Regions from separate parts of the Mus musculus genome. Here all the other regions are linked to region 1. Evidence: chromatin contacts called from public Hi-C, HiChIP or PLAC-seq, capture Hi-C and promoter capture Hi-C data. All regions are on one chromosome and are shown on one strand. Each heading gives the region's core, a stretch centred on a gene start, on an enhancer-like site or on the middle of the called end of the contact. The rest is flanking DNA. Distances are from core to core; before and after follow the strand shown.

Region 1 (3,813 bases), core at 739-3,238:
CCTTCGGAAAAGCAGTGCTTGTAACTGCTGAGCCATCTCTCCAGCCCTGCATCATGGGTCTTAGACCCCAAGTCTAGAGCCCTCAGAAGCCTGGCTCCTATGCAAGATATCCTCCGACCTGGAACCCAGCCTCCCTTCCCATTTGCAAGACTGCTTTCTTTGTGGCTTTTTGAGACAGGGTTTCACTATGTACCAGGAATTTGCCGTGTAGACACAGTTAACCTCGAATTCTCCACAATCCTCCTGCCTCAGCTTCTCAAGGGCTAGGATTACAGACATGTTTAGCTGCTAACCCTGCTTGGCAATGCTGCCTTGGACAAGGGCTTTGTCTGTGTGCTTTGCTCTTGGCAGCTCTAAGATGGGAATCAAAATGCCTCTGTGAGGGGGGATTGTGGAGAGTAAATGAACATGGGCCCTTTTGCCTACCTCAGTACCCTTGGAGCAAACTGGAAGTCACTCTGTCACACCAGGAGCTGGCACTGGGCACAGGACACGGCTCCTACCTATGTCTCCCTTTCTATCCCAGAATGGAAGTTTACAACTCCATGTTCCAGTTACATTTCCCCAGGGAAGGCAATCCCATCCTTCACACATACTTCAAGGAACCCAAGCATCGGAACCAACATTCAGTGCTCACCCTGGGCAGTCTGAACAAACCACAGAATCTGCACCCAGATGACATCAGAGAGGAAGATTTTTTTTTTCTTTTAAACATGTTTTTAGATTTATTTGTATGATGGTTTTGTATGCATGTATGTACAGTAGTATGGTATCACATGTATACCCTGTGCCCTTGAAGGTCAGAAGACGGCCTGAAACTAGAGTTAGGATGGTTATGAGTCACCAACAAACCCCAAGGAAGATTTTTTCCCTTTTGGTTGTTTTTTTGTTTTGAGAAGGGGTCTCACTGTATAACTGGCTGTCCCGGAACGATGTAGACCAGGCTGGCCTGGAACTCAGAGACCCCTTGCTTCTACCTGGAGAGTTTAAAGGCAAGTGCCACCACATCTGGTCAGGATTTTCTTGATACTGGAGAAAGACAGAAAACTAGCACCACATGTCCCATCCGTTCATTCTGCCAGGGTAAAAACTCTTATGGACTTTCCCAAGTTTCATGAGAGCAGAGTGGCCAGCTGGGTGTTAGCACCTGTCCAAAACTCCGGAGACTGAGGCAGGCAGATCCAGAGCTGGAGGCTGGCCTGGGTTACGTAGTGAACTCCAGGCCAGCTCGGGCTATAGAGTGATTCGTTGTCTAAAACGAACACTCTGCTCGCTGGGATGTGGCCGGAGTAGGTCCTAGCATGCACGGAGCTCTGGTTTATCCCCCGCAATGCATGTCTGTGATTCCAAGACGTGGGAGATGGAGGCGAGAGGATCATCCTTCGCCTGACAGCAAATAAGAGGTTATCCTTGGCCTGACAGCAAGTGAGAGGCCAGCCTGGAATATCGTGACCCTGAGTTAAAAATAAAGAACGGAGCCCGAAGTGATGGCACACACCTTTAATCCCAGAACTCGGGAAAAAGGCAGCCGGATTTATGAGTTCGAGGCCAGTCTTGGTCTACAGAGTGAATGTGAGGACGTCCAGGGCTACGCACAGAAACCCTGTCTGGAAAAACCAAGACAAAAAGGAAAAAAAGAAAAAAGAAAAACAGACCGGGACAGGAAACGCCGCTCCCACTCAACCGCCCAGCTCGAGGCCACGCCCTCGCCGCCTGACTCAACCGGCGGGCTTGAGGCTCGAACTCAGGATACTCCCCGAGTCCCGCCTCGGCCCACGCGCCGTGGGCGCGCCGCCGGGGGTCGCTTGGGCAACGGGCGCGCGCCCTCCGGAGCGCGGAACCCGGGAAGCCGCACGCGGCGCGCGCAGCAAGTCTGCTCCTCGGGTTCGGGCCTCGTCCGCGATGCCCCGCCTACCGCTCCGCCCCCGCGGAAGTGCCGGCCGCCTTTTCGCTAGCTGACTGGTCCTCCCGTACAGAGGGCGGAGCTCGCGGTGAGGCGGGGGTGCGTACTTCCGGCTGCCGGCTTGACATGCAGAAGCCGCTGCTGGGGAGCTTGGGGCTGCGGTGGTGGCGGGTGACGGGCTTCGGGACGCGGAGCGACGCGGCCTAGCGCGGCGGACGGCCGTGGGAACTCGGGCAGCCGACCCGTCCCGCCATGGAGATGGAGAAGGAGTTCGAGGAGATCGACAAGGCTGGGAACTGGGCGGCTATTTACCAGGTGCGGAGCCGGGGGCCCCTAGGCCGCGCCGTCTCCCCGACCCTCCCGGCTCGGGGGACTCCTGTCGCGCATCCTCGTCGCCCTAGACCCCTCTTGGGGTTCGCGGCCCCTGCGACACCCCCACTCGCCTCTATCTCTCCGCGGTCCCTGTCATCTTCGAGCTCCCCCCGCAAACCCGACCCCAACATGGCCCAGCCACCCTTTGTCCCCACTGGTCCACACCCCTGCCGCTTCCTTGTCTGGACTGGACCACCTCAGGCCCTCTTCCTTTGTCTCCTGGGGAGGAGGGTGGGCTCGCCGACACCCCCGCCCCCTCACATTTCACTTCCTCGGGCCTCGGTGTGCGGTGGTGGAGGCCCGGGGATGACAGCCCCCTTACTCCTTCCTGTCCATTCATTTGTTAGACGTGAGCTGGAGGGTCTCTTCGGTGCTAGGCTTTGGAGCTGGTGTGTATTGAACGCCACCGTAGACCTAACCTATCCCCCCCCCCCCGAGAGGCTATAGTCACACAGACATTCAAATACTGATCATTGCATCTGGTGACAAGTGTTGAGAAGAGAAAGACCTGTTCTGGTGGAGGGTGACTGTACGCAAAGGGGCTGCCTTGTCTAGGGCATCACCGGCAGGGCTGCTAGCGGCTCGACAGGGAAGGAGACTTGCTCTTTGAATAGACCAAGGAGTGACAAGCCATGAGGTTAGGCGACTAACTAGGGGGACACAGAACCCATTCCTATAGCTGCCTGACCCTCTCCAAATGGCCTCTTTCTTTTGTCTTTTATCCTTTGACCGTGAGCTGAGATGGTTTCTGTTTTCTGTGATCCGGTCCACTTGAGGGGTTCTGGTGGTTCATTAAAAAAAAAAAAAGTATTATGAAAGTAGGGTTCTCCCCCCCACCCCCCGCCATGTATGAAACAGTGAATTGAAAATGCAAAGATGTCTTTGCAAGCAGCTAAGTCCTCTAAAGAAAACAAATCTTCCGATTAAATGTCAGTGCGGGGGTTGTGAGGATTAACCATACTCGCCAGGCATCTTAAATAAGCATGTGCAAAATAGATCCTGTTCCTCGGGTAAAGAGAGCAGGCGGTTTATTCTGCTTTCAGCTTCTAGGTTCAAAAGACAGCGGGTGAGACCCATCAGCTGGAAATTGAAATCTATTTTGAGCTTCACTTAGGAAAGTAGGCACCCTCAGGCTGTTGTTTGGTGTTCTTGACTGACAAAACCTTTTTTGGGGGGTTGCCTTGGTTTCCAGATTCTTTGACAGGGTTCTTTTTACTTGGGCCTCGGTGTGCTCGTCAGCTTTTTTGGGGGGCAGATATTTGTAGCTAGTGTAATCTGTGTCAGTCGAGCGATCAATTGTAACATTTGTATTGCACGTCTAGTCTATGAATTGGCTGGACAGATTCCACTAAGGAGTCAGGTCTGTGGGCAGATTTTCTGTATCAGATTAAATGCAAGGGGATCCCAGTGTAACAACAGCACGTGAAGATTGTTCTGTAAGCCACTCTGATGTGTGGAGGTTGTTGGCTAAACAGACCGTCCCAAGTGGAGACCGTTGAATCTTTAGTACTGAGACAGACTTATTTGGTAACAAATTG
Region 2 (3,813 bases), core at 705-3,204, 510 kb before region 1:
GGAGAAAATGATTTATTTGGCCATAAACTTCCACAGCACGGTCCATCATCAAAGGAAGTCAGGACAGGAACCCAAGCAGGGCAGGAACCTGGAGGCAGGAGCTGAAGCAGAGGCCATGGAAGGGTGCTGCTTACTGGTCTGCTCAAACTGCTTTCTTATGGAACTGAGGTCCACCAGCCCAGGGATGGCCCCACCCACAATGGGCTGGGCCATTCTCCAAAAATCACTAATTAAGAAAATGCCCTACAGCAGAATCTTATGGAGACATTTCCTCCATTGATGGTCTCTCTCTCTCCATGATTCTAGCTTTTGTCAAGTTGACAAAGAATCCAGCAGTGTGTGTGCATGTCATATCCATGTGTGGAGAATTTGCAAGGGTCAGTTCTCTCTCACCATGTGTGTCACAGAAACTAAGCTAAGGTCATTCGGCTGGTGGCATGAGCTGTTACCCAGAATCATCTCAGCAGTCTTAGTTTTAATATCCATATATGAAAATTTTTTTACGTGGGCAGCCTTCTTGGCACACATTAATTGTGCTGGAATTTTTGTTCTCAGCTAATGTGTGAGGCTTCCCTTGTTCGTTTAATTTTATCTTGCCTTATACCTGGCTTTCCTAGTTCCTTTGTATAGTCTGAACCCCACAAGGTACATCTCAGCATACAGTAGGTCTCTACAGAGAACTTGGGCATGTTAGCTGAATGGAAGACCACCTGCCTGCCATATGTGTTGCCCTAGGTTCCACCCCTGTACAGAAGTAGACAGATGCCTGAATGGGGGTGGGGAGGGGTGTCTCTCACCCTCCAGTCCCAACTGCTCAAGAGGATGAGACAGAAGGATCGTTCTTTGGGAAAGTGACATATCTGTTAAGCGTTATTAAGTGGGGGGGGGGGGGGGAACTACCTAGGGTGGAAGGGGCCCTGAAGGAGAACACCCAGAAGGTCCCATAAAGACCTCAGCAGTACCAGGCCAGTTTTAAGCAATACAGACTAGACAGTTCAAGTTATCTTCGGTGTTGAAAGCCCAGTGGGCAATGCGCTTGCTACGCAAGCACGAGGACCTCAGTTGGTATTCCCAACATCCACACAGAAGCCAGGGATAGCTGTTGGCATCTGTAACCATAGGGACAGGGAGACTGAGAAGGAGGATCCCTGGGAGTTGTTGGCTAGCCACTATGTCGCGTCCCTAGTTTCAGGTTCACTGTCTCATAACTAAGGTGGAGCGTGAGTAAGGAAGACATCTGATAACCTGGGACCTCCTAATGTACCCCACCCACCCCCGCACACACAAAGGTTAAGAAAAATTTGTTGGGATAGTTCAATGAGTAAAGGCGGTGCCGCCAACCCGTATTACCAGAGTTCAATGCCGAGGACCAACACGGAGGAAGGCGAGAATGAAACCCCTCAAGTTGTCCTGGATCTCATTTTCACATCTACCACACCAACCAATAAACCAATGGGGAATGTCCAACCTCTGCCTTGCTAGCTCTCAACTTTTATAATCGGAGTAAGTACACTGTCTAGCGTTTCAAAGACCCTCTGTCTACTCTCCCCACAGCAGGGGAAACTGAGGCCGCCTCGGAACGCGCCTGCGGACTCCCTCCGCTCCGCACAGCCGGCCCGGACGCCCAGAGAAACCACTTTCCCCCATTCTGAGCCCTGGGATTCTCACGCGGGGCGGACGGCTTGGCTCACAGCTGAGTCACCCAGATCTCAAAAGTTTCCTCCAAATCTTTCCCGCCCGGGGACCGGAAAAAAAAAAAAAAAAAAAAGTCCGGATGTCCCAAGGCCAGATCGTCACACAGCCTGGCCGGAAAAAGCCCACAGAAAGCCCCAGAGGTCGTCCCACTCCCAGGCCACAGAGAGGACAGCGCAGAGGGTCGCCCTGGGAGGCCAAGCCCCGCCCCTGCCCGCAGCGGAAACCGGAAGCAGCCGCCGGCCCCGCTAGCCCTGCGGCGCCGAACTCTGTAGTCTCGGAAGCTCGCAGGATAGGGGAGAAGATGGCGGAGGAGGAGTGAGTGCGCGGCTTCGGGTAGCGGAGGCGGCAGGGCCGGGCCGGCGGGCGACAGCGGGCCTGGAGCGCCCGGGTGGAGTGGCGCGGGCCCACCTAGCCAGGGTTGGCGGGGGGCGGGATGAGAACATGGGCCCTGAGGCCTCCCGGAGGTCCGACATTGCTGACCACGCGCAGGCCTGGCGGAAGCCGCGAACGTCCTTCCTGCTCCCGGTTTCCGGTTATCTCAGGGTTCCCTGGCTCTCCTCCTCCTGATCCAGGAAGTTCTCCCGTTGCCACGAGCAGCCCCTGGCATCCCCCGTAACCATCAGCAACCTTCATTGTTCTTGTCTGCCCCCAGCAGGTTTCTTTGATTCATTGACTGCTAGTTGACCGTTTTTCTCGGCCCTGGGCGTCAGGAGCCGCCCGCAGGGAGCCGCCACGAGGCTTTAGTGGGAGACTTTTGTGTGGACTGGGTGTTTTTGGACCTTGCCAGATGCTTGGATGGAAATTGGGTAGCATGAGGGAAGAGGAGCCCACCCTAGGTGGGAGAAAGACGTCTCGTGACCCGCAGCTTGAAATCTTAGAGGAGAGATGGGGAAGATGACGTGTTAAAAAGGCCCGAGTCCATCTTCATGCTTGGCAGGACACTGTTGTGTGTTACAAATTCTCTCTTTGAAATGAGCCCCAGAAAATTAACAAGGAACCCCTTAATTGATACCGAACTTTAACTAAGAGCATTTCAGGTAGCTCTTCGGCCACTGAGGAGCGAAAGTCATTAGATCTTGTTGTGTAGCTGTACTGTCCCAGACATTCACATAGTCTCAGCAGGACAAGATAAAAGAGGTAATACAGAGCCAAATGCTTTGAGATGTGGGCTTGAAGCTTGATCAGTTTATGGGGTCCTGGAATGAGGCAGTGCTCAGTGGTCACAATTCCATCACTACTACATTAGTTTACAGACCTAACCTTAAGAGCACAGGCGGAAGCCTTGCATAGAGTGGGATGTTCCAGAGCAGGAAACTTGAGCCATTTGAGATTCCAGAAGGGTTTGGTAGGGTAGGTTAGGGCATTCTAGGGAGAAAAACGGGGCAGATTCAGCTGACTTGGTCAGTTAAAGGCTGGAATCTTGCCCACCATTCCTGAGGTCAATCCCTAGTTTAGTCAAACACACACACTGCACCCAAAATTCAAGGAGATTGTAGACTAGGAAAGTAAATAATACTGAAACTGGGGTGTAGGGAGACTCCAGTTCCACCCTAGAAGTCTGTTTGTGTTTTTCTTTTTGAGACAGGTTCATGTAGCCCATAAAACTGGTCCTCACTGAGTATCAGTATGTAGGCCAGGGTGACCTTGGTCTTGAACTCTTAGCTTTCCTGCATCTGTCTCCCAAGTGCAGAGATTACAGGCATGGATTAACATACCCTGCTACCCTCGTTAAGTTCAAGGGGCAGAGAGCATCCTCCTCCCCCCAACCCCAGACAAGGTTTCTCTGTGTAGATCTGACTATCCTGGAACTTGCTCTGCTGGCCTCCAGCTCAAAGAGATCTGCCTCTGTTTTTTGAGTACTGGGGTTAAAGACATGTACCACCACACCCACACCTGCCTGCCTTTGTTTTCTGTTGTTTTGGGTGGGGAGAAAGGGATTGCAGGTGATCTAGAGTCTGCTGCATGCCGGGCAGGTGCTCTACTCATTTACATAAGACAGGGTTTCACTGTGCAGTTCTGGTTGGCCTGGAATGCTTCCTTGATAGGCCGAAAACTTGTTGGCATTGATTAAGGCATGTGCCGCTGTGCCCACCCCTTTTACTTTATAGTTGAGACAGG
Region 3 (3,813 bases), core at 870-3,369, 430 kb before region 1:
CCCAACTGTAGTGCTTCAAAGTCCAAAGGTAGCCACCGCCACAGGCTAGGAGGCATCATTACTGAGGATCTGCCCCCCCCCCAACCCACCTCCAAGGAGACACAGCTCAGGGGGTTGGATCTTGGATCTTGAGCTCATCTGGGTGCTGTTTAATTGCTCCGAAAACAGTCCCCAGAGGTCATGGCTTTTAGTGTGTATAGCGTATAGCCTTCAAGCACAGGGCTTCAAAGGGTCATTTGCAGAAAGCGATCATCTTTGCCCTTTGAAGCAAGCAAGGAAAAGCCACATGCCTGCCGAGTCTTGTTAACATACCAGCATCCCTTGGCAGGAAGAAAACCATAGTAGAGGCTAGGGAGATGGCTCAGCAGTCAGGAACATCTGATCCCAGCACTCTCACAGGGTGGCTCAAAATGGCCAGTGATTCCAACACCAGGTGATACAACACCCTCTTCAGGTCTCTGAAAGCACCTGCAGACACAAGTGCATATATACACATGTATGAATAAAAAAAATAAGAAAAAGGAAAAGGGAAAGGAAGGAAAGGCTAAGTAAAAGCCAGGCTCAGTAAAAGCACAGTAGGTTCTGGAGTCTTCACGAGCCAGGTTCTCCAAAGCTGATGTCAAACCCAGGGCCGCAAGCACACTGAACTACAGCCTGACACAACCAGAGTCACAGCATGCTGACCTGCAGGCTCATACTGAAGTGCAACTTAAAAAAAAAAAAAAGATTTATTTACTTAATAAAGGAGTACCTTGCCGGGTGGAGGTGGCACATGCCTTTAATCCCAGCACTCGGGAGGCAGAGGCAGGTGGATTTCTGAGTTCAAGGCCAACCTGGTCTATAGTGTGAGTTCCAGGACAGCCAGGAACCCAGAGAAACCCTGTCTCGAATCCCCCAACACACACACACACACACACACAAAGTGCCTGTTTTCAGCCACACCAGAAGAGGGCATCGAATCCCATTGCAGACGGTTGTGAGCCACCATGTAGTTGCTGGGAATTGAACTCAGGACCTCTGTGAGAGCAGCCAGTGCTCCTGACTGCCGAGCCATCACTCCAGCCCCTGAAGTGCACCTTTTTAGAAGCACCTATTTTGTTTGTTGCTTTGGTTTTTGAGAAAGGGTCTCTTTTGCAATCCAGGCTGACCTCAAAGCTCAAAACATTTTGACTTCTACAGGTGAGTATACCACCCCGTATCCCAGGCTAGCCTCAAACTCACTATATTGCCCGAGATAGTTCTGAACTTCTGATCCTCCTGCCTTTATTTCTCAAGTGCTGGGGATTCTGAGTGTGGACTACCAAATATGACATATACACTGCTAGGGATGGAACCCAGGAGCCCGTGTGCCATGCTAGAGGAGACCTCTTCCTTGGTGGCCACACCCCAGCCCTGGACGCAGTGCTTTCCAGATAATCAACTCCTTGTTGATCTTGGACTCAATCACTGCCAGTACCCAACACCTGCTGGAACTCTTGGTCTTCAAGGTACTGGCTGATCGCGCACAGTCCAGTGACTTCCTGTTATACTATACCTCCTTCAGTCCAAGCCTCTGTCCTATTTTATTTTTCCAGGCCACGTACAAGCCATAGGAAAAGGGCAATAAATATGTCTAGAAAACTGGAAAGGTTCACGGAGGTGGTATCGACCTAACAAGCCACGGGAGTTTGTGAGATACACTTGTACCCCGTTAGCTGTGCAGGCAGGAAGTCCTGCCTCCTCCTTTCCGGTTAGGAAAGACGCTGAGAAATCAGATCAAATCATCTGGCCACACCTGGTGGTGCAGACTATACAGCCAATTACTTGGTAGGCTGAGGCAGGAGGATGGAAAGTTCAAAGCTCAACTGGGCAAGTTGGTGAGCTAGCTAAGGTCAACTGTAATAACAATACACATTCACGGTCTGAGTTCCTGTGGGTGAGAGGTGTGGGCTCAGTGTGGCTGCGTCCTCTAGGCTCTCCCCGGGACGCCATCTACACACCTGGTGGGCGGCAGCTTTCAAAAGCTCCAGGGGGCGAGGGGGCGTTGTGGACTCCGCCCATCTCAGCCCCTAGCGCGTGCGCAAACGACGGCGGCCCCGCCCCCAGCCCCCCTCGGCGGCTCTTTCTCTCTCAGCGCGACGCTCCTCAGCGGCAAGATGGCGGCGGCGCAGCCGGAGTCCCGAGATGGAGCCGCGCAGTCGGCGAAGCCGGCGTCCGAGACGGACCCCCTCAGCCGCTTTACGTGTCCCGTGTGCCTGGAAGTATTCGAGAAGCCGGTGCAGGTGCCCTGCGGACACGTGTGAGTGGCGGGCGCCTGCCGGGTAGGGGTCGCGGTGCGCAGGCGGCGGGCGGCCGGCGGCGTCTGACGAGGGAGCACAGCGGGCCCCCTCGAGCCTCGGCGTCGCGACTCACCGGGCCGCCGCCGGCGCCTCCGAAGTGCGCGGGAGGCCGCCGGGCTAAGTATGGACAGTGGGCCCCGGGCTAGGCTGGAACAAGAGGGAAGTGCCGGGACGCTCGGCCGTACCCGCGGACCGGGTGTGGGGTGCTCGCTCGCGGAGGCCGCCTCCCTCGGCGTGAGTGAAGCCCGGTGTCGCGGGCCAGGCTGCCGCAGCCGCTTCAGGAGTTGAGCGAGGGCGGCCTGGGCTTTCCCTGGCTCCTGTGACCGCTTAGCGGGATTTGAATCCCATTCTTGCACATTTCAAACACACCGTAGCCGAAGAGCCTGAGGATGCTCGACCACGTCCCTCCGCGGCCCCGCCCACTGCCGCTCACCCAGGAATCGGGCTTCCTGACCCCCCCCAACTCCAGCACCCTTTTTTGGGCGCACAGGCATTCCCGCCGCTGTCCTGTGAGTGCCAGCCTTTTTCCGGGTGAATCAAAGTGCAAGTGTCAAGGGTCGCTCATTCGGGCCAGCGTCGCCTGCCAGACCGTCCCCAGGAGCGAGGCGGGGCCTTCCCAGCACTGTGGGAGGGATGCCTGCAGGGACACTGGGCTCCTGCCAGCTTGGGTTCAGGTACAGGTAGCCGTTACCGATCGCCCGCCGCCACTACTTCAGGCCTCCCGTCCTGATGACCTCCCTCACTTCTCTCTCGACTCTGCTAGCTTTCTCATTACACGGAGCAACATGTAGGGACCCAAGAAGAGAGTACCATGTCCTCTCTGTCCGATGATAAAAGCCGGTGTTCGGCACCGTGAGCCGAACCCAGACTCCCTCCCAGTCAGTTAACTGGAGTGTCTGCATGCCCTCTGTTTGCTGTTTTGGGATAGAGTTAAGAAGGCAATTTGGAACCGGGCGTGGTGTTGCAGGCCTTTAATCCCAGCACTCGGTCGGGAGGCAGAGGCAGGAGGATTTCTGAGTTCGAGGCCAGCCTGATCTACAAAGTGAGTTCCAGGACAGCCAGGGCTATACAGAGAAAGCCTGTCTCGAAAAACAAACAAACAAAAACCAAAAGAAGGCAATTTGGCCCTCGGGTTTACAGCTCAGGAGGTTGTTTGGTAAGTAGTGGCCAGTGAGATAGCTCAGAAGCTGAAGGCTCTTGTCACCAAACCTGATGACTTCAGTTCGCTCCTGAGGAGCCACATGGTAAAAGAATTGACTCCCACAAACTGTCCCCAGATTTCCAGCTGTCCTCAACGGCACACACATTCATATTTTTTTAAAGGAAATACTAATGACTGTTCAAACTATGGTGTATTCGGTAGGAGAGCACGTGAGGGCTGTTAACATTTGTGAAGAAACATGACTTGATTGAAAAGCACCAGGCTTTGAGGCTTCCTTGACCTTTTCCTACATCATAGGGCAAGAAGCAGTACCAGCATAGCAAACATAACCAG
Region 4 (3,813 bases), core at 368-2,867, 390 kb before region 1:
AAAGCTTGGCTGAAAAACCCTAGGTGGCAGTCGGCCTAGGAAGGGAGCTTCCTGGGCGTGGAGAGTCACCTGTCACCCGTTAGGGGCTAAGTCACACCTTTCCTAAGCGGCATGCCAGCCAGCATCCATCATTTGACCAAGTTTTACTTTCAGGCCTCTGGCAGGTGTGAGGTTGTGAACAGGCCTCCCCTTGTGGGCTTCATTTGCCTTTCTCTTTCCTTCTTACTAAGCAGGCTTGGGGGAGGCTGAGGGGGTGGAGTGGGGGGCTGCTGAAACAAAGGATGAAAGGGATGAAAGGAAGCCTAGCCAGGTGTGGATCTGGAAGAGAAAACAGGACTGGAGGAAGGCAGGTACCAAGCAAGGCCCCGTGGTAGGAAAGCCTGTTCTCTGATCATAGGGGATGGAGAAAAGTCAAAACCTAGTCAGCTGACTTGTCCGTTGGGACGAGGGTGGTGGTGGGGCGCTGTGTGCTCTCCCTCTGGACTCAGGGAGACTCATGGATGAACTAAATCTACCCAGAGGGCAGTGTTCTCCACGATGGTTGCCTGTTGTCTGACCATCCTCCCACTCCCCCACCCCCCACCCCCAGTGCTGGGAGTCTGATTCTATTCCCTGTTGTTACCTCCAGTGCCTAGAGACTCGATGCTAGCTGGTGCCCCAGAGGTTTCCGTAGACCCTCTGCTTTATAGGTGTTTATAACCCCATACTATGGGGGTGTGGGTTTGGTTTCCGAGGCCACCCTTCCTCCCTGTGAACGTTCCAACACGATTTTCAGGAAGTCGGGAGCCTTAGCCCTGGTCCTTGCTACCTCTGCCTCGCACCTGCCCTTATTGGTGTTTCACAATGCAACTCTAAACACGTCCGTCCTCAGCTGAAAGTCCTTCCGTGACTCCCCAGTGCCTGTAAGGCAAAGTCCAAACTCCTCCAAAGACCCGAGGCCAGGAAATCGGACCCCTCAGGGTCTGCCCAACACCAACCTCATCCTGGAACCTGCTCTCAAAGGTTGGACAGGCAGAAGTTACTGATTCTTACCCCGGGCCTTTCCCCTCGGTGCTTCTTCACTTCCTCTAGGAAGTCATAGACACCCTCCCCTGTCAGGTGACCGTTCATTGACAGTCACAGCTGTCTCTCCCCACCTCCTTTCATCAAATCACACCTCCCTTTAGTATTCGAATCCTCTGTTTATTCTGTCTGTCTCTCTCTCCCACGGCCGGGAAGCCATCCTTGCGTAGGGCATCCCTGGGTAGTGTTTTGTTCAGGGCTGTGTAGACAGTTCCAGGAACCCCTAAGCGCGTGCATATCATCGCACTTTCTGGCTCCCCAGCGCCCAAAGGTCAGCAGCTCGGGGATGTTGCGGGGCACCGCGCTCGTCGTGGGGCAGGCGCGGCCACCAGGGGTCGCCCGAGGAGCTCGGAAGCCGCGCGGTCCGGTCCGGGAGGAGCCCAAGCGGAATCTCAGCGCCACGCGGCGGGAGCCCCAGCAGCCCAGGCGCACCTGCTCCGGTCTCAGTCTCCGGCCGCGCCGCCGCCAGCCATTGGCTCAGCCTTGACAAAGGGGCGTGACCAACAGTACGGTCACGCCCCCAGCCCTGGTACTTAAAGGAATTTGCTGCTGCTAGGGGATCGTAGTGTGCGGCCGGGCCTCGCGAGCGGAGTTGACTACCGACCTTGCGCGACCCGGTGACCCCGACTACCTAGGTCGCTCTGGCCAACATGCCGCGCTCCTTCCTGGTCAGGAAGCCGTCCGACCCCCGCCGGAAGCCCAACTATAGCGAGCTGCAGGACGCGTGTGTGGGTGCGTGGTGGGGTGCGGGACGCGGGCGGCTGGGGGGGATCCCAAGGGTGCTGGGGGGAGGTGAGAATCGGGCTCTGCGGGCGCGACAGGTGGATCTGGAGCTCCGGGTCTTGGCAGTTGGGATCCACCGAGGGTGTCTTTGACCCGGGACGGGGAGGCTCCGGGAGTTGAAGACTCGAAGGCGGGGGTAGCTTTGCGGAGTCCGGGCGGGGGAGGGGAGGGGCGGGCGGGAAGCCCCCCCACCTGGCGCCCCGAGAATCCGCTCAGCTGACTCCCTGCTGTCTCTTCTCTTCCCGCAGAGTTCACCTTCCAGCAGCCCTACGACCAGGCCCACCTGCTGGCCGCCATCCCTCCGCCCGAGGTCCTCAACCCCGCCGCTTCGCTGCCCACCCTCATCTGGGACTCTCTCCTGGTACCCCAAGTGCGGCCGGTTGCCTGGGCCACCCTCCCGCTGCGGGAGAGCCCCAAGGCCGTAGAGCTGACCTCGCTGTCCGATGAGGACAGTGGCAAAAGCTCCCAGCCGCCCAGCCCGCCCTCGCCGGCGCCGTCGTCCTTCTCGTCCACCTCGGCCTCCTCCCTGGAGGCCGAGGCCTTCATCGCCTTCCCTGGCTTGGGCCAACTTCCCAAGCAGCTGGCCAGGCTCTCGGTGGCCAAGGACCCCCAGTCGCGGAAGATCTTCAACTGCAAATATTGTAACAAGGAGTACCTCAGCCTGGGCGCTCTGAAGATGCACATCCGAAGCCACACGCTGCCTTGTGTCTGCACGACCTGTGGAAAGGCCTTCTCTAGGCCCTGGCTGCTTCAGGGCCACGTCCGCACCCACACTGGTGAGTGAGTGTGCATAGCTGAGCTCTGAGTCTGGGCTGTTTGGCCTTAGACCCTGGGGGGACTCAACACTTACTCCTAAGGCTGCCAAGCAGTGGACAAAGTAGATGTTGGTTGTTCTCCATTCTGTACCTTGCTGTTCGAGGCTAGGAGTGAAGAGGTGTTCCCTATCCGGGCTCAACCCACACTGTAGAAGTCAGACAGGATATTGCTAGACAGGATATTCTGCACCTGGCCTTGAATCCTGAGTCGAGAACTTCCCCAGTTTCCTCGTTTCTAAAATGTATCAGAGAACACTTCGTGGGGTCTTTGTAGAGTGAAGTGCTAGGTGCAGGTGCCACTAAGAAATGACTTCCCAGTGACTATGAAGACGGCTCAGTGGTTAGAGCACTGGCTACTCTTCCAGAGGTCCTGAGTTCAATTCCCAGCACACATGGTAGTTCACAACTTAACTAACTGCCTGTTAAGAGTCCAGTTCCAGAGGACCTGACACCCTCATACAGACATACATGCAGGCAACATACCAATCCATGTAGGACAAGAATAGAATAGACACATCTTTTTTTTTTTTTTTTTTTTTTTTTTTTAAGAAGAGAAACAAAGACATGACTTTGCTGTCCTCTCAGCCTTGGGCCACGTGGGAAGCTTCTAGAAGTGAGGGAAGGCTTCAGCCAGGCTTGGTGGGGGTTCCGGTTGGGCTGCTCTTTGGAAAGTGTGTCAGGCTTTGGGGTAGAGCTGTGCGTCTCTTGTGGTGGCCAGCATTGGGGCAGTGAGGCCTGGGGGTGGCAGGGAGGTATTTGCAGGTCTCACTGACACCTTTATTACTTGAATAAGATTACCCGTTTCCCCCCCCCAGGCACGGATTGCCTCAGATTTAACCTATAAAAGTGTAACAGGCTGCCTCTCTCCGGCTGGGTTGCTAAGCTGTGGGGCTCTACTTTGGGGAAGAGCTGAAGCCCTCAGGGTCCTAGGCTGCCTCCGACCACCCCCCACCCCCCAGGGACTTTGTTTTGATGTAAAGGCATGGCTCAGACAAAACCCTCCTTGAAATGCACCACCCAGTTCTCTAGGAGTTCCATTGTGTGTCTTAATGGTAGCCCAGGGGGTGGGGGCCTGCAGGGTTAGAGCAGGTGCACGGGGCAGCGGTGCCCAGCACCTGTTCTTGGCCGCAGCTGCTGGCTCATTGCACGGCAG
Region 5 (3,813 bases), core at 901-3,400, 360 kb before region 1:
GCAGAGGCAGAGGCAGAGGCAGAGGCAGAGGCAGAGGCAGAGGCAGAGGCAGAGGCAGAGGCAGGAGGAGCTCTGTGAGTTTGAGGTCAGCCTTTTCTACATAGTAAGTTCCAGGACAGCCAGGGCTACATAGAGAGACCCTGTCTCAAACAAAACCAAACAGAACCCAAAACAAAACAACAAAGCAGCCATGGGGGGGGGGGCAGGGGAGGGCTGGAGAGATGGCTCAGTGGTTAAGAGCACTGACTGCTCTTCCTGAGGTCCTGAGTTCAGTTCCCAACCACCTGGTGACTCACAACCATCTGTAATGGCATCTGATGTTCTCTCCATGTGTGTCTGAAGATAATGACAGTATAATAACATATATCAAGATAAATAAATTAATTAAAAATTTTAAAAAGGCAGCCATGGTCTTGGGATTCTCACAACTGGATAATAAGGGGGCCTCGTGTTGACCCATTCACCAGAGGAGGAAACTAAGACCTCAGGGGTGGGACTTTCCTGTCCTACTGGTGATGTGAGAGCCTCAGGGCTGCTAGATTCCAAACTAACTAAAAGGCAGAAAAGATATGGAGAGGAAGGAGCAGGCCGGGAGGGGAGAGAGAGGGGACAGGGAGAGAGAGGAAGAGAAAGGGAAAGGTGTGGGAAGAGAAGGAAGTTTGTCTTTAGGCCGGGCTCCACCTCCTCATGTGCCACCTGCAGAGGAAGCTGAAGTCAGAGGTGACAGTGTCAAAGGTCTTCACCTGTTCCCCGGGCCTCTTCTGTCCCTTCCTGGCCGAGTGACATGGGGAAGGTTGTTCACCTCTCTGGCCCTCTTTTCACATCAAACAGTGGGATCGTGTGTTTAACATTTTATCTTTGAGTTCAAGGCTGTCCAGTCCAGCCTTGAACTTTCCATCCTCCTGAGCGCTAGGACTACAGGTGTCACCGAGGAGTCTGCTTAGCAGACTCCTCGGTGACACAGGAGGAAGAGCGTCCCCCAACCCAATGCTCTTGGTTTGGATGGAGCTGGGGACAGAGAAGAGTCTGTCGCCTCTGGAATCTCTCCATCCGAGTCTAAGATGGGCGGGTACAGGCCATGGGCTGGGAGGAATGGGCTGCCCCATGGGAGGAAGTGATGCTCACCTTAGAAATTCCATACCCAGCTGCAGCTGAAGGTTCTGGATCTGAAGCAGGTGATGGTTTTCTCAAACCATCTGGACTCCCCGGTCATTGAAAGCCTGCAAGGTCCCCAGAACCACCGTGTGCTTCAGTCAGAAATACTAACTGTGACCTCATCACAAGTGGACTCCCATGTTGGAACTATGGGAGGGACAGCATGACCACTGATGTTCCACAGGCAAGGCACAGTGTGGGTACTGGGTGGAGTCCCCAAGCCTAGTACATGGTTGAGGCCTGGCATATCTAGGGCTCAGGGAGGACCACAGGGATGGCTCTGAGCATCTTTTATGTGCCAGGCAAGTACAAAGCAACCTGGAAGTGGTGCCCAGAGAGGTAGAGACACTTGCCAAGATGTGCACAGCTAAGAAGCAACTGAATGTGGCTCAGAACAAAAATGATGCCACACCATTAGGTGTTGTTGTTGTGGTTCTGGTCGTCGTTGTTGTTGTTACTGGTGCATCTGTGTGTATTGAAGGTCAGAGGACAAGCTTCAGGGGTCGGTTCTCTCCTTCTGCTGAGTGTTTCAGTGACCAAACCCAGTCTTGCATGACAAGAATTTTACTTAATGAGCATCTCTGCAGCCCACACCCCCATGGAGCCTTGCTGATATGAGGAGACTTTGTCCTAGCTGTTAACCATGGTTTTCTGGGTGTGCTTGGATATCTCAGGGCTCTGGGGCTGCAACCTGGGGTCCCTCCTGCCTAGGGTCACCCAAACATTCATTCACATGTCCTGATTCCCCTGTGAAGGCTCAGCCTCCCCCAGCCCGCAGCTTAGGACTTGCCTGGCAAGTGCTACAGTCAACAACAGCACCAGTTCTGCTGCGTGACAAGCATCCCCAGCATCCAGCCCTGGAAAGTGAGGCCAGCCTGGCACATCCGTGGTAAATGGTCATGAGTAGGCGGGGCCGTGAGTCATCCTGTTAACCTACTGCTGTGGGAAGGGGAGAGCCCCTGGCCACGTTGCATGGATGCTGGGCTGGAGGCCACACATCAGGCCGAGGCTGGCAGGAGCCCAGCCGCCAGGACATGGCTGCAGAACCTGAGGCCAGACTCCTGAGTCACTGTTTCCCCGTTGTTGCCAAACCAGGCGGGAAATTGAGGAGCCAGGGTGGAGCCAGGGAGGGGAGGCTGTGGGGAGCTGAGATCTCTGGCTTAGCCCTTGTTGTACAGGACAGATACAAAGCCACCAGCCAGATAGAAAAGGGGGCCCTGTGGTACTAGAGTGGGGTCTGGTACCCCCAGGTTCCAGCTCCCTCAATCCTCCCATCTCCCAGCGTCTCCCTTCCCATCAGCCACACACACCATTGTGCTTCACGCGTTTCTGTTTCTGGAGTTTATTGAATGGGTTCCGTACCTCAGTCCCTTTCCACCTGTAGTCTCTGGACCATCCTGAAGGGGCTGGCTTACTGTTGTCGCAGAGCCGTGTCCTGTGTCCTCATCACCTGGCTTTTAAAGTGTAACCTTCCTAGTCCGTTCATTTGCTTCCAGCTTCTCTAGCTTCTCATTAGTCTGCCTGGATGGTTCTGAGAATGCACAGTGGTCAGGCTCTGCCCTGGACACGCAGGATAGAGAGAACAGAGTGGACTGCCCACCTGCTCCCCGGAGCTGATGCTTTAGAGCAGGCTGACCGTGACAGGGTCAGCAGAGAAAATGACGGCAGCGTGGGTGACCAGTGCAAAGGTCCTGGGGCAGGATTACAGCTGGCATGATATGGGGGCAGCTGAAGCCAGTATGTCTGGAGCTGGGGGTGGGGGGAGGCAATGAGGTCAGCAATGGTGCAGGTGGATTGAGCCGGATTTGAGTCTTGATCTGACAGGTCAGGGAGCCCTGGGGGTCCTGAGTAGAGGGGCCTTGGAGGTATTAAGACCTGGTTAGATTTCCTTAGACTCGGGGGACGATACACCATGGTGCCCAGACCTGAAGGCAGATGGGGCTTCCATCTTTCTCAGCCTCCAAGGATGGTCAGGGCCAAGCGCAGGGGGTCTGTCTCTCACAGATGCAGACACAGACACTCCTAGAGACACACAGATGCAGACACACACAGACACAGAGACACACACAGACACAGTCACGGAGACACACACAGACACAGACACGGAGACACACACAGACACGGAGACACACAGACACAGACACAGAGACACACACAGACACACACGCACAGTCATGTACACAGATACACACAGAGACATATGATCTGTCTCCTGTGATGGATATCCCCCCCACCCCCCCATGATGCCTATGGAATACTGGTCAGCGCTCAGCCAGTGACTCACCAGGACTTGCCCTCATCGGAGACAATCACTGCCTCTTCACGTCCAGACCGGAAACCACCTCTGACCTGCCAGGGAGACGAGAGCTGGGCAGAAAGGGCAGAAGAGCCCTGGACTCAGGGCAGGCAGCCTGCAGGGAAAAGTCCAGAGAAGACCCCCAGGCTTGCCACCAGCCTTGTGATACCCTCCTGGGCTGAGGTAGCACTGGGAAGGTCCTGACAGAAGTGGTGAAGTGCTTGGACCCTCACAGTGTGTCACATCCACCCACCGTGTTTTCCTCTTTCACTGTGGTCTCTGGTCTGTTCTAGCATCTTCCATTGTTTTCTACTCTGTTGTCCTACTTAATTGAAAAAATTTTATTGAGCATCTACTATGTT
Region 6 (3,813 bases), core at 757-3,256, 300 kb before region 1:
CACACAATTTTCTTCAGAGCACTTCCTGCTTTTTGGAGTCACTTTATTTCCATCCTGAATGGCCTTCTGTCTGGTTTGAATGAAACCTAAAGACAGTGCTCTGTCTACCTTGTCTGCTACTAGTAACAGGACACAAGAGGCCCCAGGAACCATCTGTGGACTAGACAGGCGCTGAGGAACGCCTGTTTCTGGGTTCCCTAAAGCCTTCCTATGCTATCTAAGCTGTGCTATGTGCGCTTCCTTCTTTTCATGGAGCTAGGGATGGAATCCAGGGCCTCCGACTTGCTGGTCAGATCACTCTAGCACTGAGCCTCACCCAGCCCAAACTCTTCTGGATTCTGTACACAGCAGCTGCTGCTGAGCTGCTGTTTCTATCTGCACTCCTGAGGCACGGGCAGGGCCTCAGAAGTTAGAAGTGGCTGTCAAACCGGATCCTGAGATGTCCTAAAGCAAGGACAAGCAGTGCTGACTGGTAGGGCCACCCCAGTACTGGCTGCCTGGCACCTCTCTGCGAGATACCCTGCATCCCACCCCAGTACAGCCTGTGGCAGACTGGGTCTTCCCAAGTGCCCACCGCCATGTGTTTGTCAGGAAATGGACTGACTTGGCTCCGCAGTCTTCTCCAGGACACACCAGGCACTGTGTGGTGGGTCACTGCAGGCAGCACCTCTCTGCTTCCCACCCCACAACATCTCCTCTGGTGGCCTCACAGCCCCAAAACACCAGTGCCTAGGCTGGTGGCCTGTCCTTACCCCTTGCTCACCTCCACCAACAGACTCCCGAGGATATAGCCCCACACCAGAAGGGAGCACCCACTCTCTCCTGAATCCTTCATTGGAAAAGCAGACTCCCATGCCTTCCCAGACCCCGGGGGATCTCCTTCACCAAACCCACTCCACCTTCTCTAGCCTGCCAGAGTCCATGGCTCATAATCAAGTACAGGTTGCCGGTTCTAAGGCAGCAGACCCTTCGGGTCTCCCCATCTGGCCTTCTCTTCTTAGCCCATCAGAGACCGACAAGAGCTTCTCCCCTAAGAGCATCCCCTTTACCCTCTTGCTATCCCTTCCATTTGATCCAAGGGCTCTCATTTCACTGCTCCTCTCCTACCCATCCAGATAATGGAGAGTTTCTGAGTTGAACCCACATATTTTCCCCCAATTCGCAGAAGGATTAGGAGTGACAGGCACTTCCTCCATCCGCTCCCCGCAGGAAGAGGTTTTTCTTCTCTAAAAGCAGCATCTGCGGGACTGCACCCCATCCCATTCTCCCCACTGCAGGAGCCTTCCCAATGGCGACACGCCCCAACAGACCCCACCCCACCCCCCGACACACACACCAGGGCTTCCTAGGCACCTGCTCGTGCCCATCCAACGCGGCGCTCGGCTCCCAGCGCGCCTTCTGAAACCTATCCCTGGTCTCTGCAACCCAGGCCTGCTCCCACGGCAGAACGCCCGGGCTCAGCCCGTGCAGGTGCCCGGATTTCCCTGGGAAGCGACCACCACGATGAGAGCAGCCCCGACCCTAAATTGACGCGGGGCCCCGGCGGCCTCGCCTGCGGCCCGCGAGGCTCCGTGCGTGTTCCCTAGGGTTGCGCCCGCGTACCCCCGCCGGGCATTCCCGGCTCCCAGTCGCCCGGGCCAGCTCCCAGCGGGACCTCGCCCGGGCATTCCCGAGCACACTCGGCCCCTCTGCCGGCCTCTCCCCCACCCCCCGCCCCCCGGAGGCGCCCGAGCCTCCGGCTTGGCCGCACCGCCCACGGCCCGGCTGCCCCCGCCCGGGCTTCCGGCCGCCGCCTGATGGTCCCAGGCCCGGCCGAGCAGCCAAACGCAGCCGCAGGGACAGCGCGGAGCCCTGTCCCGGCCACCATGGCCTCCGCTAGACCGGGACCAAGCCCAGGGAGCCCGCGCCCCGTCCGCCAGCACGCCCGGCGCCCCCGCTCACCCGAGCCTGTGGTGGCTGCCATCTTGCGTCGCTGTCGCTCGAAGGCCGGCCCCTTCTTCACCCCCCCTTGAGTTTTTCTCCGGGCGCTAGTGCGCAGGCGCAGGTGTAGGCGCAGCCGCAAACGGTGCCGCTGACGCCCGCTCGGGGTCGCAGGAGCCGGGCGGGAAGGGCTTTGCCCGAGTCTTCAGTGAGCGAGCATGAGGGCGGGGCAACCTGCAAGCCCCGCCCAGCCCGAGCGCGGGGGAGGCGTGCAGGTGCTCGGCTCGAGGGCCCCGGGGTGACCGTGCGCTTCCGGGAGAATAGAATGGGGGGGAAGGGCTGTGGAGCCCCGCGCCTGTTCCCAGGCTGTTTCCGTCCCCCTGTGTCCTCACCACGTAGCGAAAATGAAACCGCGAGAGATGAAGTTCAACTCAACTGCTAAGTAGCTGAGTCAGAATTTGACCCCAAGCCAGATGATCTTTGTTATGGGGTATATGGAGAAAAATAACACCGAAAGGCCTGAATGCGTCAAATTGTGGGCCAGTACAATCTTGTTTCCGGCACTGTTGCTGTTCTGGGGCCTGAAGCATGTAGGGACAAGGTGCAGCTAGGGGCTTGAGAACCACCAACCTTGAGACATGCATTCTGCTTGTTTGTTTGTTTGTTTGTTTGTTTAGGGGTTTTGTTCGAGACATGCTCTCAACTCAGCTGTCCAAGAGCCCACTATACAGAGGATGACCTTGGCTGTCTGATTCTTCGGCTTCTGCCTCATGCTGGGGTTGCAGGCTTGTGTTTTAGAGTTCTTCTTAGAGATGGAATTATGTGGGAGAACTGTGCTTGGTGCCGGACATGGCAATGTCTCCACGAAATGAGATTCTCTTCTCAATTGCTACATTCTAGTTGGACAGAGAACAAGTAAGCCAATATAAATAGATAAATATACATTTTACCTATGATAAGATAGGGGACAAACCTATAAAGGGCACCAGGAAGAATCAGAAAAGGCCTCCTGCAAAGGTCTGAAGACACTTGTCTGCATATAGAGTAAACCCATCACAAAGCCACCTTTGATGTGAAACCCTTAAGGGGACTTGGAAATCGAGGATGAAGTAGCCAGATAGGCTGCAGATTATACTGCTAAGAGGGACAGCAGAGGGGCAAGGAAGCTGGAGACATTCCTGGAACATTCCATTTGTCATCTGTTTGGTGTATTCTAGGTAGCTCCACTGCATTTCCTCTTGAGGAAGTACGTGGTAAGCTCAGAACTACCGTCCTGCAGAAGATGCACACCAGCCTAGGAGTCTGTCCCACAGAACAGAGGGAACCAGGTCTCTAGGTAAACTGGGAAGGGTGAGTGCACAATACACTGAGGCTCTGCTCCCGGGGCTGGGGCTATGCTGGGGGCCGTGACGTGTCTGTGGCCTTGTATTTATGAAGGCTTTCCCTGTTTCCCAATATTGTACCTGCTTGCCGAAGTGTCTGCAGGTTTGAGTCCACAATACTACGACAGCCTCACTCTAGCCTTGACCTTATGACACATGCAGGGCCTCTCTAGCGTGTCTCTGCCTCTTCTCGAGGCTGCTGGAACCTCACATGGTCTCCCTGTCCTCAGAGCCTTTGGGCTCTCCTATTGTAATCGTCTCTGGAGGCTCTTGAGATGCCAGGAGTTCCAGCTGCTTGCCATATAGCTTGCCTTTGCTTCACATGTCACATGACACAAAGCGTCCTTTGGACGCACAGACAACATTCGCTCCGGGTTTCGAGCCACTCTAAAGCACTGGGACCTAGAGCAAGCATTTGTCTCTGGAGGCTGACTCACTTCAGAAGTGAGAGTCTCTAGATTTGGGTCTTCATTGTGAATCTTTTTGGGTGGCTTCTGCTGAGAGGTTTGTA
Region 7 (3,813 bases), core at 949-3,448, 300 kb after region 1:
TTGAAAAAGGTAATTCCATTTTGATTGGAGAACATCCACTGCAGGATGTAGCTCACTGGAGAGTTCCACCCTCCAGTATCCCCAAAATCACTCAATAAAAAGATAGCCCAGAACTTTAGAGGCTGAGGATGGAGGCTGGGGTGTTCCAGACCAGCCTGGTTACAAAGCGTGAGAGGGAGCAAGGAAGTAGAGTGCCAAGGTTAGGGACGGGGGTGTTGGACTCATAAATTAAACAGAGCAGAGACACTAGCATATAAAACTAGAGCTCATTAAAACATCTGGAAAAATCTGGCAGAGCCAATTTAAAGATAAAACCTGGGCTGGAGAGATGGCTCAGAGCACTAACTGCTCTTCTAGAGGTCCTGCGTTCAATTCCCAGCAACCACATGGTGGCTCACAGCCATTTGTAATGGGATCTGGTGTCCTCTTCTGGTGTGTCTGAAGAGAACTACAGTGTGCTCACACAAAATAAATAAATCTTAAAAAAATAAAAATAAAACATAAAGAAAAAGGATGCTCGCACCACACATCACAGGGCCACCATATAGAAACTGATTTTTATTCAGATGCAACCAAAACAGCAATCCTAAACCGGGTGGTGGTGGTGGTGGTGCACGCCTTTAATCTCAGCACCTGGAAGGCAGAGACCAGCATCTGAATTCCAGGCCAGTCAGGGCTACATAGTTTTGACCTTGCCTCAACCAATCAAACCATGCAGACTAAGGCTTTTACAAATCAGTACGGTAAGGTTGTGCTTTCTAGAAAGAGGAACTATGTACCAAGTATTTTGTTTTTCTGAGACAGAGGCTGCTAATATAGCCCTAGCTGCCCTCGGACTTGGTACAACTCGTTTGCAAACGTATCCCTTGTAGTGCATAGCTTGGGATCAAGTATTTTTTTCTTGCTATTAGAAAATATGGGCACAGCGTCCTCATTGTCGTTTGAGAAGCAAAAGCCAACCAACAAACAAAAAGCTCTGGAAACAATCTGTGTTCTTCTGACGCACTGTCTAAAACAGCGCACTGCTACGCCATCCTACTCCTGCAAAATCCCGTTCTGTAGGTTGACAGTAAAAGATCGCCCATGATCATCACAGCATGACACTCATCTGGCCGTAAAGTACTGACTCCGTCCTGCCACTGCCATCAGGAGGCATTTTATTTACTGTTTAGTTCGGAGACCTTTTTTTTTTTTTCTTAAATGCGTAACACTTTCACTATCAAAATTCTTGTTCCTAAGAGCTAGGGCTCTGCCTAACAAAGCGAAAGGCCCCGTGTTTTTCAAAACAACACACAAATAAGCCCGGGTTCCTAATCAAACTCGGCGAAGATGCTCGCTCCCTGCCAGCTCATCAGCAGTTCTCTGACAGCGCAAACAACAAGCTTACGTAAGCGCTCGGCCCCAAGGCGATGGGGAGAACGCTGGCTCGGGACTCCCGGCTCCGGCGGCGGATCCTGACCGCCCAGAGGTATGAGGTCATACCTCCTCGCCCCGAAGTCAAAAAGAAGTTAAGTTAGCCCTTTAGAGAGAACAGGCCGGGGACGCAGGCCAGCGCGATCTGTCAACAGATAGACACCGGACTCGCTAGAGACCTGAGCAGGAAGGAGAAAGACGCGGGGCTGTGCTCCTCGGTTCTCCCCGCTGGGGAAAGCCGCGAGCAGGCTCGGGAGGGAGCGGAGACCGGGCCTCCGGGGGTCTCCTCGCGCAGCCAACCGCCGACCTGCAGCCCGCGGCCGGCTCCCGGCCCCCGCGCGAGAAGCCCCTTCTACCTCTCGGAGAAGCTCTTCACCAGCAGCCACACGATGAGCGGCAGGTTCTCCCGTTCGTTGTAGGTGGGCAACAGCACCGAGTACTTGTCCTGTCGCGAGGAGCGGCCCTGCGGCGGCCGCGGAGACGCAGCAAGACTGCGACTCGCCCCCGTGGAAGCCATGACGGCTCTGCGAGAGGCGCCGGAAGCGGACTTACGTCATCCGACACGGGCCGTACCAAATCTCGGAGCATGGGGGAGGCTCGGCGCTCCGACGTCCCAGTGTGGTCCCCGGGAAACTTCCAGATATGGTGACCGTTTCAAGCCAATCGTGACGGCTTCCCCGGATAAAAACCCATTCGTTTCACTTTCAAGGGCCAGGAAGCGTCTTCGTTTTCCAGTCGCTAAGAGACAGGCAACCGGAAACGGAAGTCCCTTCCCGGCTCTTTCCGGAAGAGGCTGTCATGGCTGCCCCGGAGGACGTAGCTGCCTTACAGGCTGAAATCACCCGGCGGGAGGAAGAGCTAGCTTCGCTCAAGCGGAGGCTGGCCGCGGCCCTGACAGCCGAGCCGGAGCCCGAGCGTCCGCTCCGGGTCCCGCCGCCGCCGCTGGCGCCCCGGGCCGCGCTGTCGCGGGACGAGATCCTCCGCTACAGCCGCCAGCTACTGCTGCCGGAGCTGGGCGTGCGCGGGCAGCTGCGCCTGGCGGCGGCGGCGGTGCTCGTGGTGGGCTGCGGCGGGCTGGGCTGCCCGCTGGCGCAGTACCTGGCGGCGGCCGGCGTAGGCAGGCTGGGGCTGGTGGACCACGACGTGGTGGAGACGAGCAACCTGGCCCGCCAGGTCCTGCACGGGGAGGCGCAGGCCGGCGAGAGCAAGGCTCGCTCGGCGGCCGCGGCGCTGCGCCGTCTCAACTCGGCGGTGGAGTGCGTGGCGTACCCGCGCGCGCTCGCCGAGGACTGGGCGCTCGACCTGGTCCGCGGCTACGACGTGGTGGCAGACTGCTGCGACAACGTGCCCACGCGCTACCTGGTGAACGACGCGTGCGTGCTGGCCGGCCGGCCGCTAGTGTCGGCCAGCGCGCTGCGCTTCGAGGGCCAGATGACCGTCTACCACCACGACGGCGGGCCGTGCTACCGCTGCGTGTTCCCGCGGCCGCCCCCGCCGGAGACAGTGACCAACTGTGCAGACGGCGGCGTGCTCGGAGCGGTGCCCGGCGTGCTAGGCTGCGCGCAGGCCCTCGAGGTGCTCAAGATCGCCGCCGGCCTCGGCTCCTCCTACAGCGGCAGCATGCTGCTCTTCGACGGCCTCGGGGGCCACTTCCGCCGGATCCGGCTGCGGCGCCGCCGGCCTGACTGCGTCGTGTGCGGGCAGCAGCCCACCGTGACCCGCCTGCAGGACTACGAGGCCTTCTGCGGCTCCTCGGCCACCGACAAGTGCCGCGCCCTGAAGCTGCTGTGCCCCGAGGAGCGGATTTCTGTGACCGACTACAAGCGGCTTCTGGATTCCGGGGCGCCCCATGTGTTGCTGGACGTCCGGCCTCAAGTAGAGGTGGACATCTGTCGCCTGCCGCACTCTCTCCACATCCCTTTGAGTCAGTTGGAACGCAGGGATGCGGACAGCCTGAAACTCTTAGGGGCTGCCCTCCGGAAAGGGAAGCAGGAGTCGCAGGAAGGGGTTGCTCTCCCGGTGTATGTGATTTGCAAACTGGGAAACGACTCCCAGAAAGCTGTGAAGGTCCTGCAGTCCTTAACGGCAGTGCCGGAGTTAGACTCTTTAACTGTTCAGGACATCGTGGGGGGACTCATGGCCTGGGCCGCCAAAATTGATGGGACATTTCCACAGTACTGAGAGGACAGCATGTGATTCGTGTGGATGACGGTTGTGATACCTGAAGAATCTATTCGAGCTTTACAAAATAATGTAGGGAAGAGCCTGGATTCACGGTCTCCGAATAAATAAACGGAGACCTCCCCCCCCCCCCCCCCCAAGGAGCTTTTTGAGAAAAGAGGATAGCATTGCCTCTGAGAGCTACTTTTGGGCACTTGTGCAGCACCTTCAACATGTGAC

The links. Promoter capture Hi-C pulls out the DNA fragments that hold promoters and counts their contacts. Hi-C and Micro-C count contacts between places; a contact is called where the count stands out from the background. HiChIP or PLAC-seq counts read pairs in DNA pulled down with a chosen protein or histone mark. Capture Hi-C pulls out chosen DNA fragments and counts their contacts.
Region 2: a promoter capture Hi-C map of erythroid cells shows a contact between it and region 1, with 7 times the contacts expected there. The contact joins the promoter of Slc9a8 here to the promoter of Ptpn1 in region 1. A contact is called at or near these places in 2 of 39 promoter capture datasets (erythroid cells and liver), 4 of 115 datasets of contacts at active chromatin or transcription factors (bone marrow-derived macrophages, effector CD8 T cells, extraembryonic endoderm stem cells and 1 more) and 2 of 9 other capture datasets (adipose tissue and pancreatic islet).
Region 3: an H3K27ac HiChIP or PLAC-seq map of trophoblast stem cells shows a contact between it and region 1, with 3 times the contacts expected there. The contact joins the promoter of Rnf114 here to the promoter of Ptpn1 in region 1. A contact is called at or near these places in 5 of 39 promoter capture datasets (hippocampal neurons, liver, neural stem cells and 1 more), 1 of 15 datasets of contacts at CTCF or cohesin (the NIH/3T3 cell line), 3 of 484 Hi-C or Micro-C datasets (B cells, CD8 T cells and bone marrow-derived macrophages), 24 of 115 datasets of contacts at active chromatin or transcription factors (the 230-238 cell line, the SCID.adh cell line, Th17 cells and 17 more) and 2 of 9 other capture datasets (adipose tissue and liver).
Region 4: a promoter capture Hi-C map of adipose tissue shows a contact between it and region 1. The contact joins the promoter of Snai1 here to the promoter of Ptpn1 in region 1. A contact is called at or near these places in 9 of 39 promoter capture datasets (the SN4741 cell line, embryonic stem cells, hippocampal neurons and 5 more), 11 of 115 datasets of contacts at active chromatin or transcription factors (bone marrow-derived macrophages, cardiomyocytes, effector CD8 T cells and 8 more) and 3 of 9 other capture datasets (adipose tissue, liver and pancreatic islet).
Region 5: a contact with region 1 is called in a FOXA1 HiChIP or PLAC-seq map of pancreatic cancer cells. The contact joins the enhancer-like site here to the promoter of Ptpn1 in region 1. A contact is called at or near these places in 5 of 115 datasets of contacts at active chromatin or transcription factors (acute myeloid leukemia, bone marrow-derived macrophages, pancreatic cancer cells and 1 more) and 1 of 9 other capture datasets (liver).
Region 6: a capture Hi-C map of macrophages shows a contact between it and region 1, with 10 times the contacts expected there. The contact joins the promoter of Ube2v1 here to the promoter of Ptpn1 in region 1. A contact is called at or near these places in 11 of 39 promoter capture datasets (the 3T3-L1 cell line, the C10 cell line, the HPC-7 cell line and 8 more), 1 of 15 datasets of contacts at CTCF or cohesin (the NIH/3T3 cell line), 2 of 484 Hi-C or Micro-C datasets (B cells and bone marrow-derived macrophages), 32 of 115 datasets of contacts at active chromatin or transcription factors (the 230-238 cell line, the SCID.adh cell line, Th17 cells and 22 more) and 4 of 9 other capture datasets (adipose tissue, liver, macrophages and 1 more).
Region 7: a contact with region 1 is called in a Hi-C map of erythroblasts, with 4 times the contacts expected there. The contact joins the promoter of Mocs3 here to the promoter of Ptpn1 in region 1. A contact is called at or near these places in 1 of 39 promoter capture datasets (erythroid cells), 3 of 484 Hi-C or Micro-C datasets (CD8 T cells, embryonic stem cells and erythroblasts), 2 of 115 datasets of contacts at active chromatin or transcription factors (effector CD8 T cells and microglia) and 1 of 9 other capture datasets (adipose tissue).

The regions. Positions count from the first base shown.
Region 1 is chr2:167,930,339-167,934,151 of GRCm38.p6, forward strand. Ptpn1 (protein tyrosine phosphatase, non-receptor type 1) reads left to right here and starts at 1,989. Exons shown (of 9, transcript NM_011201.3): 1 at 1,989-2,218. The coding sequence starts at 2,156.
Region 2 is chr2:167,419,756-167,423,568 of GRCm38.p6, forward strand. Slc9a8 (solute carrier family 9 (sodium/hydrogen exchanger), member 8) reads left to right here and starts at 1,955. Exons shown (of 17, transcript NM_148929.3): 1 at 1,955-2,010. The coding sequence starts at 1,997.
Region 3 is chr2:167,501,324-167,505,136 of GRCm38.p6, forward strand. Rnf114 (ring finger protein 114) reads left to right here and starts at 2,120. Exons shown (of 6, transcript NM_001360930.1): 1 at 2,120-2,278. The coding sequence starts at 2,136.
Region 4 is chr2:167,536,578-167,540,390 of GRCm38.p6, forward strand. It overlaps Snai1 (snail family zinc finger 1), which reads left to right and starts at 1,618. Exons shown (of 3, transcript NM_011427.3): 1 at 1,618-1,794; 2 at 2,094-2,621. The coding sequence starts at 1,713.
Region 5 is chr2:167,572,856-167,576,668 of GRCm38.p6, forward strand. The region is part of intron 2 of Gm11476 (a long non-coding RNA gene); the gene reads left to right. It overlaps Gm31619 (a long non-coding RNA gene), which reads right to left. Exons shown (of 6, transcript XR_003954104.1): 3 at 2,518-3,813; 4 at 1,126-1,220. Among named protein-coding and RNA genes, the nearest start is that of Gm31619, 15 kb to the right of the region's middle. Within about 2 kb of position 2,151, at least 68 of the 459 cell types and tissues checked have an H3K27ac peak or open chromatin away from gene starts, as enhancers often do. A contact at or near this core is called in pancreatic cancer cells, where this site is marked.
Region 6 is chr2:167,629,999-167,633,811 of GRCm38.p6, forward strand. Ube2v1 (ubiquitin-conjugating enzyme E2 variant 1) reads right to left here and starts at 2,007. Exons shown (of 4, transcript NM_023230.2): 1 at 1,942-2,007. The coding sequence starts at 1,963. It overlaps Gm31852 (a long non-coding RNA gene), which reads left to right and starts at 2,476. Exons shown (of 3, transcript XR_375265.4): 1 at 2,476-2,835; 2 at 3,138-3,256.
Region 7 is chr2:168,228,424-168,232,236 of GRCm38.p6, forward strand. Mocs3 (molybdenum cofactor synthesis 3) reads left to right here and starts at 2,199. Exons shown (of 1, transcript NM_001160330.1): 1 at 2,199-3,813. The coding sequence starts at 2,212. The coding sequence ends at 3,594. It overlaps Dpm1 (dolichol-phosphate (beta-D) mannosyltransferase 1), which reads right to left and starts at 1,956. Exons shown (of 9, transcript NM_010072.4): 1 at 1,770-1,956. The coding sequence starts at 1,930. Gm20716 (predicted gene 20716) reads right to left here and starts at 1,956. Exons shown (of 12, transcript NR_132310.1): 1 at 1,770-1,956.